Linked DNA regions of Mus musculus: all the other regions are linked to region 2. A link is a contact called in public HiChIP or PLAC-seq data. All regions are on one chromosome and are shown on one strand. The core of a region is the stretch at or near the end of the contact, and the rest is flanking DNA. Distances in the headings are between cores, read along the strand shown.

Region 1 (4,110 bases), core at 995-3,494, 290 kb before region 2:
TGAGTAGCTGAGAAAAAGGCAAATGGAATTGTGGGTAGGTAAGAAAACCTATTGTCCTGTGGAGAAAGGCCCATTTTTAATAACCCTTTCACTATCATTTTTGCCCATGTTTTCCTTGCCTTGCTAGACTCTGCTCCTTCTATCTACCCTCTGGAACCTTGGGTTTATACCTCCTTCATTCAGATCTGCCTTGTGTAAGTCACAGTCCAGTCTCTGTACCTAGTTCTTTGCTTGATCCCAAGAATGTGTTCATACAGAGGATGTGTATAAAGTTCTAGCCCAGTGGAGTGGAAGGGTTAGCAGAGAAGGTATCTATCCTATGTCTGCCCTTGATTTTCTTTCTGTTCTGAGATATGTTTGCTTTCTTTGAGTCTTCACAGCCAGAATTGAAATCAAAGCTGTAAAACATGCCAAGTCAATGGCTGTAATAAAACTACTTTAAATCTCTGTTCAAAGTGTTTATTTATATTATATCCCAAATGTTCTGTTTGGAATGCCAAAGCTTTTTCCAGTAGCAACAAGCCACTGGAGAAATAAGCATTAAGTACAAATCAAGCTAGATCAGCCACTGGCCTGATTCAAAATCACCGGTCAGGACATAAATTTGAAATAAAGTGGGAACGCATTGCCTTCTAATTAGGAACTGTGGCATTAGAAACCCTCTCCATCAGTGTGTTTGCATCTTCCATGATTTCTTCTGTGTAGTAGGCTATAAATTACCAGAAAATGTGAAGATGAAGAAGCAAATTACAGCCTGGCATGTTGATACTACTAACTGTAGTTCTAGCTCCTGGGAGCTAGAGGCAGGGGGATCCGGAGTTTGGGGTCATCCTTAGTTGTATAGCAAGCTCCAAGCCATCTTGGAGCCATGTGAGACACTGTCTCAAATGTCCTCCCTGTTTCCCCCCAAAGCAAGCAAATCATATCCACCCTGTGTTTGTAAAGTGATTTATGCAACTAGAGCCCGTGTCCAGTCCTGAACTTGGGACCCTTATCAGGAATCACATGAAGTGGTGTGGGGAGGTTCTGAGAATGTACATTTGTGACATACTTCCCCAGGTGGTGCAGGTGCTGTTAGACTAGTGTAAACAAGTTGAGACTCTCAGCCTTAGGGGCTGTACTGAAGAGACAGGAAAGTCAAGGGACTCTGGACCCAGGGGAACTCGTGCAGAGGCAAGGATTGCATCACACAAGGAGGTTCCAGCCAGCTACAGACAGGGCTCAGCGGCCCACTCCTGGGTCTCAGTAGTTATAGAGTACAAGTTAACCCAAGTTGGGCCTTGTGACAAAAGCCTTGCTCTTTGTGGAGTTTTTCTAATTCTTGCTGTCATGCCTCGTTCTTCCCACATGAGGAGAGAGTGGTGAAGGAAACTGTGGCACTCATCTTCCCTGGAACCAGTGGCCCATGATGAGCCCTGAGTTCCAGAGCTGTAGCAGTTGAGAACTACCTACAGTAACTCTCAGGCTGATGGCCCCATGTGGTGGCTGAGAATGCACATCTTTGAAAAGCCCAAGCGACACTGACTTCTTGACAGAAGGGGCTACGAAGTAATCTGTGTCCTTAAGACTGAGGGGCCTGTGACAGTGAGAGACCGGCAGAACAGGGGAAGTTTAAATATATACTGAGGATTTCATTGTCATGGGTCACATTTTTCTAGAGTTATGAGTTTGCAAGAACTATACCAATTTATGTACAACATTTCTTCATTGCAAACTAGGTTTCAAACCACTGTTTGGATTGGGTAGTTTGGGTTCAGAGGAGAAGGGAACTAAGAGTTACTGAGAGTTAGGTCTCAAACCTGGGACAAAGGCTAACTGAGGTGCCTATTTAACGTATCAGAGTGGACCTGGCTGCCAGGTTCTCCCTGTAACCCTCAGTCTCTACCTATTTACAGGGTATGACTGGTATACTAGAAACTCTCAGAGTAGGCACAAGACACCCCAAGACCGCGTTCAGCACAAAGGAGCACTATTTGCCCCGCAGGGACAGAGGGCAGGCATAAGAGACAAAGACAGGAAGTAGAGGAAGAGGAAGAAAGGTAAGGCAACAGGGAGGGGGAGAAAAGGGTCAAGGGAGACAGGGAAGGGAAGGACAAAGGACTGCCTCTGGGTAGAGAGGAGACAGATCTGGCCCATAGGAAAATAGCCATTTATAAAGGTAAAAGGGGAAACCCCATGTTAGGATGAGGTGTTTCATTTTGATTGGACAGGCTAATTAGGTGAGGTAATGGCCCGCTTTTGCTTGCTGGACCTTGGTAGTCAGCCTCAGGAGGAGGAAGTGGCCAAAGAATGTAATGATCCTCTGTGGCTAGCTTTAGAAGTGTAATCTAACAGTTTTTTTTTTTCCTTTTTTCTTTTTAGCAAGGCAGAGGGAATAAGGAAGGACAAGGCCTGTCAGAGCCATGTTGCCGTGCTTGGACTGGCTAGAGTTCCTTCACCCTGCCCTCCTCCCTAACCTGGTTGGGTTGTCCTGCCCCAGTAGACTCTTTCCTAGCCGTTTTGGTAACCTGACTCTTTTTTTTTTTTTTACTTTTTCTCATCAGGGCCCCTGCACCTGGTGCCTATATGTCTAGCTCCCTGTCCGCCTCACATGGCTCGGGGTCATGTCTCCTCTTAACTCTCCCAGGTGTCCCTCCCTCAGGCTCTGTTTTCCCTTTCGCTGAGTTCTAAGGGACTCCAGAGACTCCAGGACTCTGAGGCTCCAGGGGTGATTAGTGCCTCAGTTTCTCCTATCATCCTCTCCTCCTGTAGGAAGAAGACGTTCTTCCTGTTTTCCTACATGTGGTACTCATTCACTGAGTTCTATGAAACTTTTTGGGCGGGGGGGGCATTCCCCCAGAGTTACCCCATTTGCTTCTCCCACCAACCCAGTTGGGTACAGACACCAATTACTGCATCTCTTGTGACAGCCTCCGGGAGTTTCAGTCAGTCACCTGCCCATTGCCACACTGTTTATCAAAGCTAGATCTGGATTCCAGATCAGAGCTGGCTCCAAAGCCTTTCTCCCCACAGCTGCTCCTAAGTGCACAAAAGACATGCCCTGCTCACAAGAACAGGGGAAAGGAAGGGGGATTTCAGCAACAAAGGTCACGGGAACAGAATCTTCTAGTAGCCAAGGTAAGGAAGGATGAGGCTAGAGGGAGAAATTGGCCCTCAATTCAGAGACTGTCCATTCACAGCTTGACTTCTTGCAGTCTCCTACCCACAAAGCTCTGGCTTAGCCCGCTTTCCTGGGAACACAGTCTGGGATAAGTCCCCAAGCTCACAGGCTATTTCAGGGAAGAAGCCCGGACAGGAACTTACGACCTTTCCACCCAGCCTAGTCTGATCTCCCAGTCTGATACCGCCCAGGTTTCAGGATGTCCACTCCTATAGGACACAGGACCTTAGAGAATGGGTCAGTACAGGATAAGAAGAACTTGCCCACAGCATGGTGCTTAGCTTAGGAATGCCAACATTTGTGTTGGCTTTAGGGGGCAGCTTCCTTAGCTTTTGACCTTGGGAATGGAAAGCTGTAACTGGCAGTAGATGGTTCAGAGTAGCCAAGGCCCTGGAGCAGGGGGAAGCTGGCGTTGATGCCTACAGCTTGACTTCAGGACACAGGCCAGCAGAGATTCTCCAGGGCTCATACATATGCTGCAGAAACACTTCCTGGTTCTAACAGAGTAGAAAACCCCAGGCTTTTACCGGCCACCTCTTACTCCAGATTCCATCTTCCTTAGCAAATAGGCCAGCTTCTGCAGAAGCCTTGATTGTTTTGTTTTTAAATTGACAAGAGGAAATCATGAATCTCACATCATGGATTTAATTTCTTAAATTGTATTGTATGTGCATGAGTGTTTTGCCTGTGCATGTGTGTGTGTGTGTGTGTTGCCCATGGAGGCCAGCAGAAGACACTGGGTCTCCTTTTTTTTTTTTTTTTTTTTTTGTAATGAATCCAGATGTTTGCTTTTATTAGCATTTAGTGGTTTAAAATAGTACATAGTGAAGAGTGTAAGCTTTAGCTGTATGGGCCTGAGTTCAAGCCTTGGCCTGACCCTCTGAGGCCATAGGATACCGTAAGCTCTGAATCTCTTTCCTTGAGTATAAGGTATAATATCAGGGACTGGA
Region 2 (4,373 bases), core at 1,048-3,547:
ATTGTTTCCCATCTTTATAACCCCTTACCCAGTTTCATGAGCCTTATGGGGAAAGTTAATTTCTCAAAAAAAAAAAAAAAAGACATACAAAAAGCCAATACATTATTTCAACATGCTCATTGGGGCTTGATGGTGCAGGCCTGTAACTAACTCCAGCTACTTGGAATATTGACAAGGATGAATACATGTTTAACCTTCTTGGGCTACAAAGTAATTTCAAGGCCAGTCCAGGAACCTCAATGAGAATCTATCACAAAATAAAGGATAAAAACTGAGCTGGAGAGAGAGACATAGTTTGGTGATGGAGGGACAAGACCCAATCCTAGACACGTGTACTCAAAACGCTCAGTATGGCAGAAACGAAAATCATAATGTGGCAACACCTCACTCTAGTTAAAAATGACAAAATGAGAAAGAAAACAATTGCCGGTGTGGATGTAGAGAAAAGGAAGCCTTTACGAACTGTTGTTGCGGGTGCAAATTAGTACATCCATTATGAAAAAAAAATGTATGGAGCTTCCTCAAAACATTTAAACATAGAATTACCTAGAACCAGACACAGAATTATCTAGAAATCCCCATTCAGTATACATATCCAAAGGAAATGGCATCACTATAGAAGAAGAGACATCTTCACTCATGTTAGTCACAATGGCTACAACTTACATTTTTACATTTAACTTAAATGTCTAATAACAGGGAAACTGGGAAGTGGTTGAGTAAGGCAGTCATCCGTAGAAGGTGGCCAGCAGCTTAAGTTGCTGGAAGGACTAAAGGCTGGTACTTTACCCATCAATAAGGCATCTATAGCTGGACGTTTTTGAAAAACGTTTTCGTTACAAACAGAAGATAAATGTAATGCTGGGCGTGGGGGCCCTCCCTGATGTCTGAGCATATGCTGAGGAAGGAAGATACAGAGCCAGAGGCCTGCCTGAGCTAGGTAATGAGTGTCTCAAAAACAAATCACTCAGTTGGGAAAGCGCTTGCTGTGCAAGGAAAAGGACCTAAGTTCAATCCCCAGACCTCGTGTTCTTAAAAAAAAAAAAAAAAAGGAAAAAGCCAGGGTTAGTGTCCTTTTGTAATCCTTACCACCACCACCACCACCGAGAGAGACGGAAATAAGCAGATTGCTGGCTGGCTAATCACCCCATGCTTACTTAGTGATTTCTAGGCTGTTGAAAGACCCTGTCTCAACAAACAAGATGATGACCTTTGGCTTCCATGTACAAATGGACACGTGAAAACCTCGCCACCCATAAGAACACATATACACCTGCGTGCGCGCGCGCACACACACACAGAAAAAGGAGTCTGGAGAAGTGGCCCAGTTGGTAAAACATTTGCCATACAAGTCTGAGAACCCCAGTTCAGATCCCCAGCACCCACATAAAAATGACTGCAACCCCAGTGCTCACAGGGTTGGGAGTAGTGATAATGGTGGTAGGGGTGCTTGCGTAGTGTGCCCTTCCAGGACCTGGGTTTGCTGTCAACACTACATGATGACTCCACAGCACAGGTAAATGTAGACTCACAGCAGGCATGCCCTTTAAAAGTGGAATATAGGGGCAGGGAAATGGCTCAGGGATGAAGGTGCTTGTCACAAGACCTGAGAACCCCAAACTTACAGAAGGTGGAAGGTGAGAACTTAACTCCCTCAAATTGTGTGCTGATCGCCACACGTGCACACAGACACACAATCACACAAAATAAGCAAGCGCAATAATTTTAAAGACTGTTGAAAAAGCATGGCTGTGTGAGTTTGGAACCGCAGTCCCAGAGACACCAGGCCTTCAAATGTCAGTGGTGTGCAAACGATGCGCCCCCAAGAGCACAAACACACAAAGCTGCATATTACTTTATGCGCATCCTATAACATAACCAACCCCCTATTTGCAGCGAGTAAATTCAGTTTCTCCTACTATAAAGTCTCCCTGCCGGTTTGAAGGATCGGTAGGCCGTTTGCCAATTGCATTCTAGAAAGTTCCTGGTGCTTCCATAAGCTTTCGAAGTAGCTAGTGGGAATAATTCCCCTTAGCTCCAGCCTATCTTCCCAGATAGCAAAACTGCAGTCCTTCGAAATTCAAAGACTTGTCTTATCCTGCCTGTTAGTCATGAAGCCTAAGTGGGACTCCAGAAATCCCATGCACGCTCTCCCTCCTCTTGCCACATTCCCGCCCCTCCCCACGCACCGCCATCCCCCCTCCCCTCGCGCTTTCCCGCTCGGCCGCCTGGCCTATGGCAAACGCCAAGAATTAATTAGGGGCGGGGATGGAGGAGCGTCTGTCAGGAGATCGCCATATTTCTGTACGGCCCAGGGGCAGCCCTGGCAGTCGGTGGGTCAGGAGAGGTGCTGACAAGGCGGGGCGGGCAGACGCTGGGTTCCTCCGGCTTCACCCCTCCCGCTGGGGACAGGTGGCTGCAGCGCGCCCCGCCTCTGCCAGCTGCGAGTGGGAACGAGAGAGGGCCAGTCCGGGACGGCCACCGCCAGCTGCGAGTCGGGGGACAGCGCGATCTAGTGCGGGGACAGCCGGCCCAGGGGTCCGGCAGCAGCAAACCGGTATCCTGGCGGCCAAAAAAATGCTCCTGTACCGAGGGGCCCCTGCGGGCCCCGGAACGCCGGGAGGCGGACTGGCCCGGGCGGGCAGCGTCCCGCAGGCCTTCAGGATCCGCCTGAGCACGGTAGGTCCGGGGGCCCCCGAGGGGACGGACTCGCGCGAGCGCGCCCGGGTCCCAGGGCTGCGGGGGGCGCGCGGGGAGGGCTGGGCGAGCTGAGGCCTCACGCGGGACGGAACCTTCTCTCGCCCCCAGATGAGCCCCCGCTACCTCCAGAGCAACTCCAGCAGCCACACGCGACCCTTCAGTGCCATCGCGGAGCTGCTAGGTGAGTGACGAGGGCGGGCCGGGTGGCGGGTCGCAAGCCCGAGGCAGAGGTGCCAGCGTGGTGCGGTGGACGCAAGAGGAATGCACGAGGCGCGTGGGGCGGGTCCTCTCGGGACGGGCTGGGGGAGCTCGGCCACCGTGATCTCTTAGGGAGGGGGACAGGGAGGGTAGGGTGGGGTGGGATGGGGTAGGGTGAGGTGGGGTGGGGTGGGGTAGGGGGGCGACGGGACTAGATCGTGCCTGGAAAGCCGAGGAAGCGAGGTGTGTACTAAGAGTTTGGTAGGGTTCCCGCGCTGTTGTTCTGTCTGGATCGTGATGTTCCAGTCACTTTAGGATTCTTAGTTAATAATCAAAGAGCAATGCATAAAAATATCGGGCCCCGAAGCGACTGGATTTGACCAAGGCTGGCGACCGACAGAGGGCCCCAGGCTGGCAAAGGAACAGTGCAGAGGGCCCTGTAGAGTAGTTGGAAAGATCTGGAAATGACTTCTTTAACTTTAGAGACTTAAGTCTAGGAATGATGGGCCATCTCTTAGATGATGACACGAGTGCATTTGGCTCCCGGAGACTGCAGAGGGCTGGGTCCGTAGTCCACGAGCGCCCTCACACCGCTGGAATGAATACGGAGGCCTTAAGGACTTAACCTCTGGGTGCACCGGTGCTCGCTCAAAAAAAAAAAAAAAAGGAAAAAAATTCACTTGATTCCTTAGAGCTGAGTGCATCGCTTCTGCACTAATGTACTGTTCAAAAGGCAAAGATGAAAAGCAGTTCTGCGCAAAATGCAGCAGAGCAAGCACATTATAAATATTTCAAAAACTGAAAGAAGGAAGACAGATTTATATGGCTAGTTAGCACAGAACAAGACTCTTGAAAATGGTTTCAGAGCCACATGAATGAACCCCAGTGGGGACGTAAGCCACCACTGTGGCCATGCCAGGAGACTTGTTTTCCTAAAGATGTCGGTGAGCCACAGGAAGAGTCAGAAGAGTTATTTGGAAGGTGCTGGAGGATTCTGATGATTAGTTTGGCTATGAGCCCAAATGGTATAGAGTAGGTTGCTGATTGCTTTCTAGAAAGTTCAGGAGGAAAGTAACATTGATGATACAGCTTGAATTTCCAGACTGAGGTGACTCTATCGTTTAGGTTTTCCCCTATGGTTTTTTCTTTTTCTCCTTCCTTCCTTCCTTCCTTCCTTCCTTCCTTCCTTCCTTCCTTCCTCCCTTTTTTTTTCTTTTGAGATAGCGTCACATTATGTAGTCCAGTTGACCTGAAATTTGCTGTGCAGATCAGGCTGGCAGTCAGCACACAAAGATGTGCCTGTGTCTGCCTCCCAATGCTAGGATTATAGGCTCTTGCCACTGTACTCAGCTCACTGGATGGTATTTTTAAAGCATTAAATTAAAAAACATAGACCTGGGCTAATGTGTGTATATTATGTACATATATGTGTATACACAGATTTTCTTATAAAAAAAAAACCAAGTCACAAATAT
Region 3 (4,786 bases), core at 1,784-4,283, 470 kb before region 2:
CCCAGCCTCTTCCTCCAAGGAGATTGCAGTCAAATGTGGAGGCAGGTATGTAAACAAACACAAAGCCACAGGTCACCTGGCTGCACAGAGGGCAGCAGAAGATGCTGTGGGAGCACGGAGAAGGTACCTCCCAGCAGATCTCCCTTATCCTTGCAGAGTAGTGAAGGTGAGAAGGACATTCCAGGAAAGGAATGTCAATTTTGACAGCAAATGAATAATAAGGAAGAGTCAGCAAAGAAGGACACCTCTGGGTATTTAAGCCACGGCAATTAGATGAAATTATAGAATAAATTCAAGCCAAAGTTTCATTTGAGCACCATCCCCCACTGACTCCTTTCATGTGGCCTTATGAAATGATGCAATGTACTCTCACGAGACCACAGAGATGAGCACCAGAGCCCTGCAAGCACCAGGCTTACCAGAGCATTTCTCATGCACCACCCTGGAACTATACTTGGATGCCCCCTATTATAGGAGCAGCAGGGAAGGTTGGCTTCCAGCAGGTTTAGTAAGATCCAGCCATAGTCCACACACTAAAGGCATGGAGCTCACATACCCGATTTTGTCCACATTTTGAAGAAGGTCTATTAAATGCGATCCCTCCAAATGGGCTGAGAAAATAGGAAATGAAAGGACCCCATTGAAGGGTTAGAAATAACCCAGGAACAGCCCAAAGGGGTCTAGTTACACATAGGTTTCAGCTCCCAGGGACCATTCTGGGATGGAGGCACAAGAATACTATTATGCATGTATGGACTGCAGCTTCTGCCACCCAAGTTGAAGCTTCAAAACAAGTCCCCTTCCCCCTCCTTAGGGAGTACAAAGTCAGTTTTGCCCCATCATTGCAAATATATATATATATATATATATATATATATATATATATATATATGTATGTATATATATATATGTATGTATGTATATATATATTTAAATTAACTTCTAACAGAGGTATTCAGATAGAGCCATAACATCGGATTAACAACTCCAAGCCAGCAAGCCAGACACTTGTTTAATTAATAAAACTTATAAAGCATAACAACTTATTGATGTTGCAGGCACGGCGCTTAGTACAACAACAAAACCCAAATCCATCTGAAACCCTGTCTTCTCCTGGAAGCCTGCTCTCTACCAATCTATGCAATTCCGTCTTTAGTGTAAAGGGAGCAGCGAGCAAAGAAAAAGAGAGTGGAGATTTCTGGGCAAATGGCTGGGGACTGTGGTAAGTACAAACTGCTCTTTTCATGATTAGATTTGTCCAAAACAGGTATGGTTTGGGGGTTATTGGATGTGGGTTGGAACTCTTAAGCCCCATTCCTTTGCCTATAAAGAGAGACTCATTATAGGACTCACTTCGAAGTACCCATGAAAAGATTTAATACATGAAACGAGCTGGCAAAGTAACTGCTCATTTATAGGATCTACTAGCAATTAATATTATCATTGGGCATCCAGTAATAGGATCTGCTGTGTCCTAACTCGCTGTTTGTCTTTCTCCACAGTTTGTAATGGGGGGGGGGGTAATTTGAAAAATTGATTCAACATTCTTTGGGACTGGGCCCTGACTTCAGAAATACAGAATTAAAATGAGTTTTGCCACAGGGAAATCAACCTGGTTTTTATTAGCCCATTAAAGCCAGCTTGTTACCAATATTTCCAATAGTTATCAATGGGGATATGTATGAAGAAAGAGTGGGTTGAAATCCTAGCCCTGCCCCTCACTAGTTGTTGGACTAGTCTTGACCCACCTCTCTATGCCTTGATTTCTTCATTTGTAAAAATGAATAATATTAGTATTTACCCTACATGATATTTGTGAAGAGTGAATAAAATACTGCATGTAAAGTGCTTAGTGCTATGCCTGGCATATAGCAATCTCCAAGCAAATGACAGCTAGAGTTGTTATTATTGCATATGACTTGTTACTACTGGGAGGTAAGCCTGACCAATGTAGTGGAGGGTCGAAAAACAGAGGGGAGATACTGGTCTTGTTATGTCTGCCCTAACACCGTCTGAATTTTACACAGCCTAGAGAAAATAGTGACAGGAATGTTCCTGCCAGTCTTACTTGCTAATGGATGATATTTCTGTAAATAATGCACCACCAGGTGGGTACAGTGGTCATGTTTCTCAGCCTGGCTGTGTTTGGAGAAAACTGAGGTCTCAGCTGCCCCCTCCCTATAAAGCAACACCGCGTCAGCATCCCCTGTGCACCTCCCCCACCGCCAAAGAGCACAACCTAGCCACTATGCCTGGGGAACTGAGGAGGGAGGCTAGAAGCCCAGACCTTTTCCCACTGGACTCAGTTGCCTGCAGGAGCCCAAAAGCTCTCACCTGGAAGGGATCCTGGAGGATCTGGCTGCTGCTGGCAGGGGGCTTTGGTTCCAACCCCTAGAAGCACTGCCCTCCCTCTCCTCCAGCTTTCTGCTCTCCTCGCCTCTCTACACCGTCTTCACTCCCCGCCCCCCACCCTCAGCAGGAAAACTTCCCGCTCCTGCAGCCACTTTGCCATGGATATCCAAACCTCTGCCCCGCGTGCATCTTGCCTTGCCATTTCCTCGTCCGTGGCTCCGCGAACCGACCCGAGGACCGCTTGGCAACTAGAAGGAATTCTTGGGGGGCTCGAGGTGGGGGATGGAGAGAAATGACACCCCCCGAAGCGCGAACTCTGTAATCCTCTGTCTTCACCCCCCCCCCCCCCCAAGCCCCGTCCTCCCTCTGTCCCGGGAAGGAGCGAGGAAGGGCCACTCACCCAGAAGGGGCATGTGCTAGACTGCCCCCAAGTCACTCTGAGGTGCCAGTGAGGACCCTAGCAATTTCTGCGGACCTCACAACCCCACACACGCCCAGCTATATGATCCTTTCCCAAGCAAGCCCTAGCCTGGCTTCTGGGGCACAGTACTTACTGTCGGGGACCCTCTCCAGGCCCGGTCTGCGTGGCTGCGGAGCCGGGAACCCTCCCTCTGTCTCTCCCGCGCACTGCCCCTGCCAGTGCCCAGCTCAGACACTGGCGGCAGCGGCGTCTGTAGGAAGAGAAAGATCACGCCTGCCTTAGAAACCCAGCCCCTGCTGTGACCAGAATCTTAAAGAACGAGGCGACTGGCTCAGCCCCAGAGCTGAGGCTGAGGTGATGAACTAAGCAGGGAGCTGAGAAACAGCCCCTCTTTTGCACCTGGATTCGGGACCTCGTGAGCAGTCTGGTGTCCCTGGAGGACCCCTCCCTCTGGGAACAGAGGTGTATGGATAATCCAGCTGCCGCTTGGCTGAGCACTTATTAAGATCTGGACACTGTGCTTTGCATGCATTTTCTCATCCCAGCGCCCTTTTCATTGTACACAAAACAAAACCGAGGCTCTGGGGAAGCAAAACAAACACCCCTGGAGATCAAGGGGAGAACTGGTGGGCTCAAGAAAGAAAACCCGCAGGGATCTTAAATTAGGGGGGTACCCGGAACAAACGCTGCTTTGTATTACTGCAAAGTGGTATCTGGAGACCAGTCTGTCTCTCTCTCTCTCTCTCTCTCTCTCTCTCTCTCTCTCTCTCTCTCTCTCTCCCCCCCCCCCCCCCGCCGGCCCCCATTTTTCTAACTGGACTAAAAACAAGTGGCAACTCCGGGCACTCTTCTTTAGCAGAGACAGCTCATTTCTTAATATTTGATAGATCTCTAGTATGTACCCGACTCCATGGTAGATAGAAAAGGGAGGAGGAGGGTGTTTGGATCCAGGTGGTCTTTTCTGAGACAAGCTCAGAGTCTCTGAAGTCTGGGTTGTTATGCTTGGAGTTCCTCAAGAAGGGGAGAGTGCTCAGGTCCTTTAAGAGGAGAGAGCAGCCAGTGTTCTCAAGTAACTCTCACAGCAGAACTTCAGAGTCACTGATGGGAGACCAGAGAAAAGCTTGTAGAGACATCTTGGGGAGGCTCTTCTTGAAGTGGGACTGATTCTGACTCCTCTCTGCTACTGGGTTAAGGGCCCATTGGATCAATTCCTCTGTGAAGGATGAGTGGAAGGCAGCTTTGTTAGGAAATCAAGTCCCATTGGCTTCTCTGTGGCTGTCACACTAGCCTTTCTTTGGCATTGCCATCTGTGAGTTGGGAAAGACCTCAAACTCCTTCTTTCATGGTCAAAATGATCAAATAGCATCACATTCGTATCCTATTTTAATGACTTAAGATCAGTAGAGCTGTGTGTGGTTGGCCTTATCTATAGTCTCAGACATCTGGGAAGGTGAGTATAGAGGATCACTTGTGCCCAGGAACTCAAGAGCAACCTGGGCGACATGGTGTGACCATTTTTTCAAAACAACAAGAAGGAGAACCATTGTAGAACTTGTTTCTTCCTTCCTTGCAGCAAATACTTATTAGCATCTATGTGTGTTGGGTACTGTGTTAGGAGCAGCACGCGTCCATAGTCCTGTAGGTGAGTCTACCTTGTAAGGCAGAAAGATCACAAGACTGGAAGTTAGAAAACATTTAAAGCCCCAGTTCTTTGACTAAACGGCTGTGTGACCCTGAATGAGTCATGTATCCTTTGGTACCTCAGTTTTCTTGTTGGTCAAACAGGGATAATAATGCCTTCCGGTCCTCCTTTCTGGGGGTGTTTGTGATGCTGGAGGGAAGTAATAGATAGGAAGGAGCTTTGACAGGTATAAAGTCATTAGACAAATGTCGGGGATTAGTCTGTCTCTAAGGTGGGAGGGGGCTACAGGGAGGTAAAACTGAAAAGAAATCCTGGCTGACTCTTCCAGATTGATTGTACTTAATTTCATCTTTCCAGAACTAGTGAGCCGG

What was found. HiChIP or PLAC-seq counts read pairs in DNA pulled down with a chosen protein or histone mark.
Region 1: an H3K27ac HiChIP or PLAC-seq map of trophoblast stem cells shows a contact between it and region 2, with 3 times the contacts expected there. The contact joins the enhancer-like site here to the promoter of Morc4 in region 2. A contact is called at or near these places in 3 of 39 promoter capture datasets (hippocampal neurons, liver and stem cell-derived epiblast-like cells), 2 of 484 Hi-C or Micro-C datasets (adipose-derived mesenchymal stem cells and liver) and 3 of 115 datasets of contacts at active chromatin or transcription factors (embryonic stem cells, stem cell-derived neural progenitor cells and trophoblast stem cells).
Region 3: an H3K4me3 HiChIP or PLAC-seq map of embryonic stem cells shows a contact between it and region 2, with 4 times the contacts expected there. The contact joins the promoter of Frmpd3 here to the promoter of Morc4 in region 2.

The regions. Positions count from the first base shown.
Region 1 is chrX:140,163,190-140,167,299 of GRCm38.p6, reverse strand. No RefSeq gene overlaps it. Among named protein-coding and RNA genes, the nearest start is that of Gm39537, 26 kb to the right of the region's middle. Within about 2 kb of position 2,244, at least 3 of the 459 cell types and tissues checked have an H3K27ac peak or open chromatin away from gene starts, as enhancers often do. A contact at or near this core is called in trophoblast stem cells, where this site is marked.
Region 2 is chrX:139,869,578-139,873,950 of GRCm38.p6, reverse strand. It overlaps Morc4 (microrchidia 4), which reads left to right and starts at 2,297. Exons shown (of 17, transcript NM_001193309.1): 1 at 2,297-2,679; 2 at 2,809-2,881. The coding sequence starts at 2,578.
Region 3 is chrX:140,340,510-140,345,295 of GRCm38.p6, reverse strand. It overlaps Frmpd3 (FERM and PDZ domain containing 3), which reads right to left and starts at 3,033. Exons shown (of 15, transcript NM_001320946.1): 1 at 2,907-3,033. The region is part of intron 3 of Gm32113 (predicted gene, 32113); the gene reads left to right.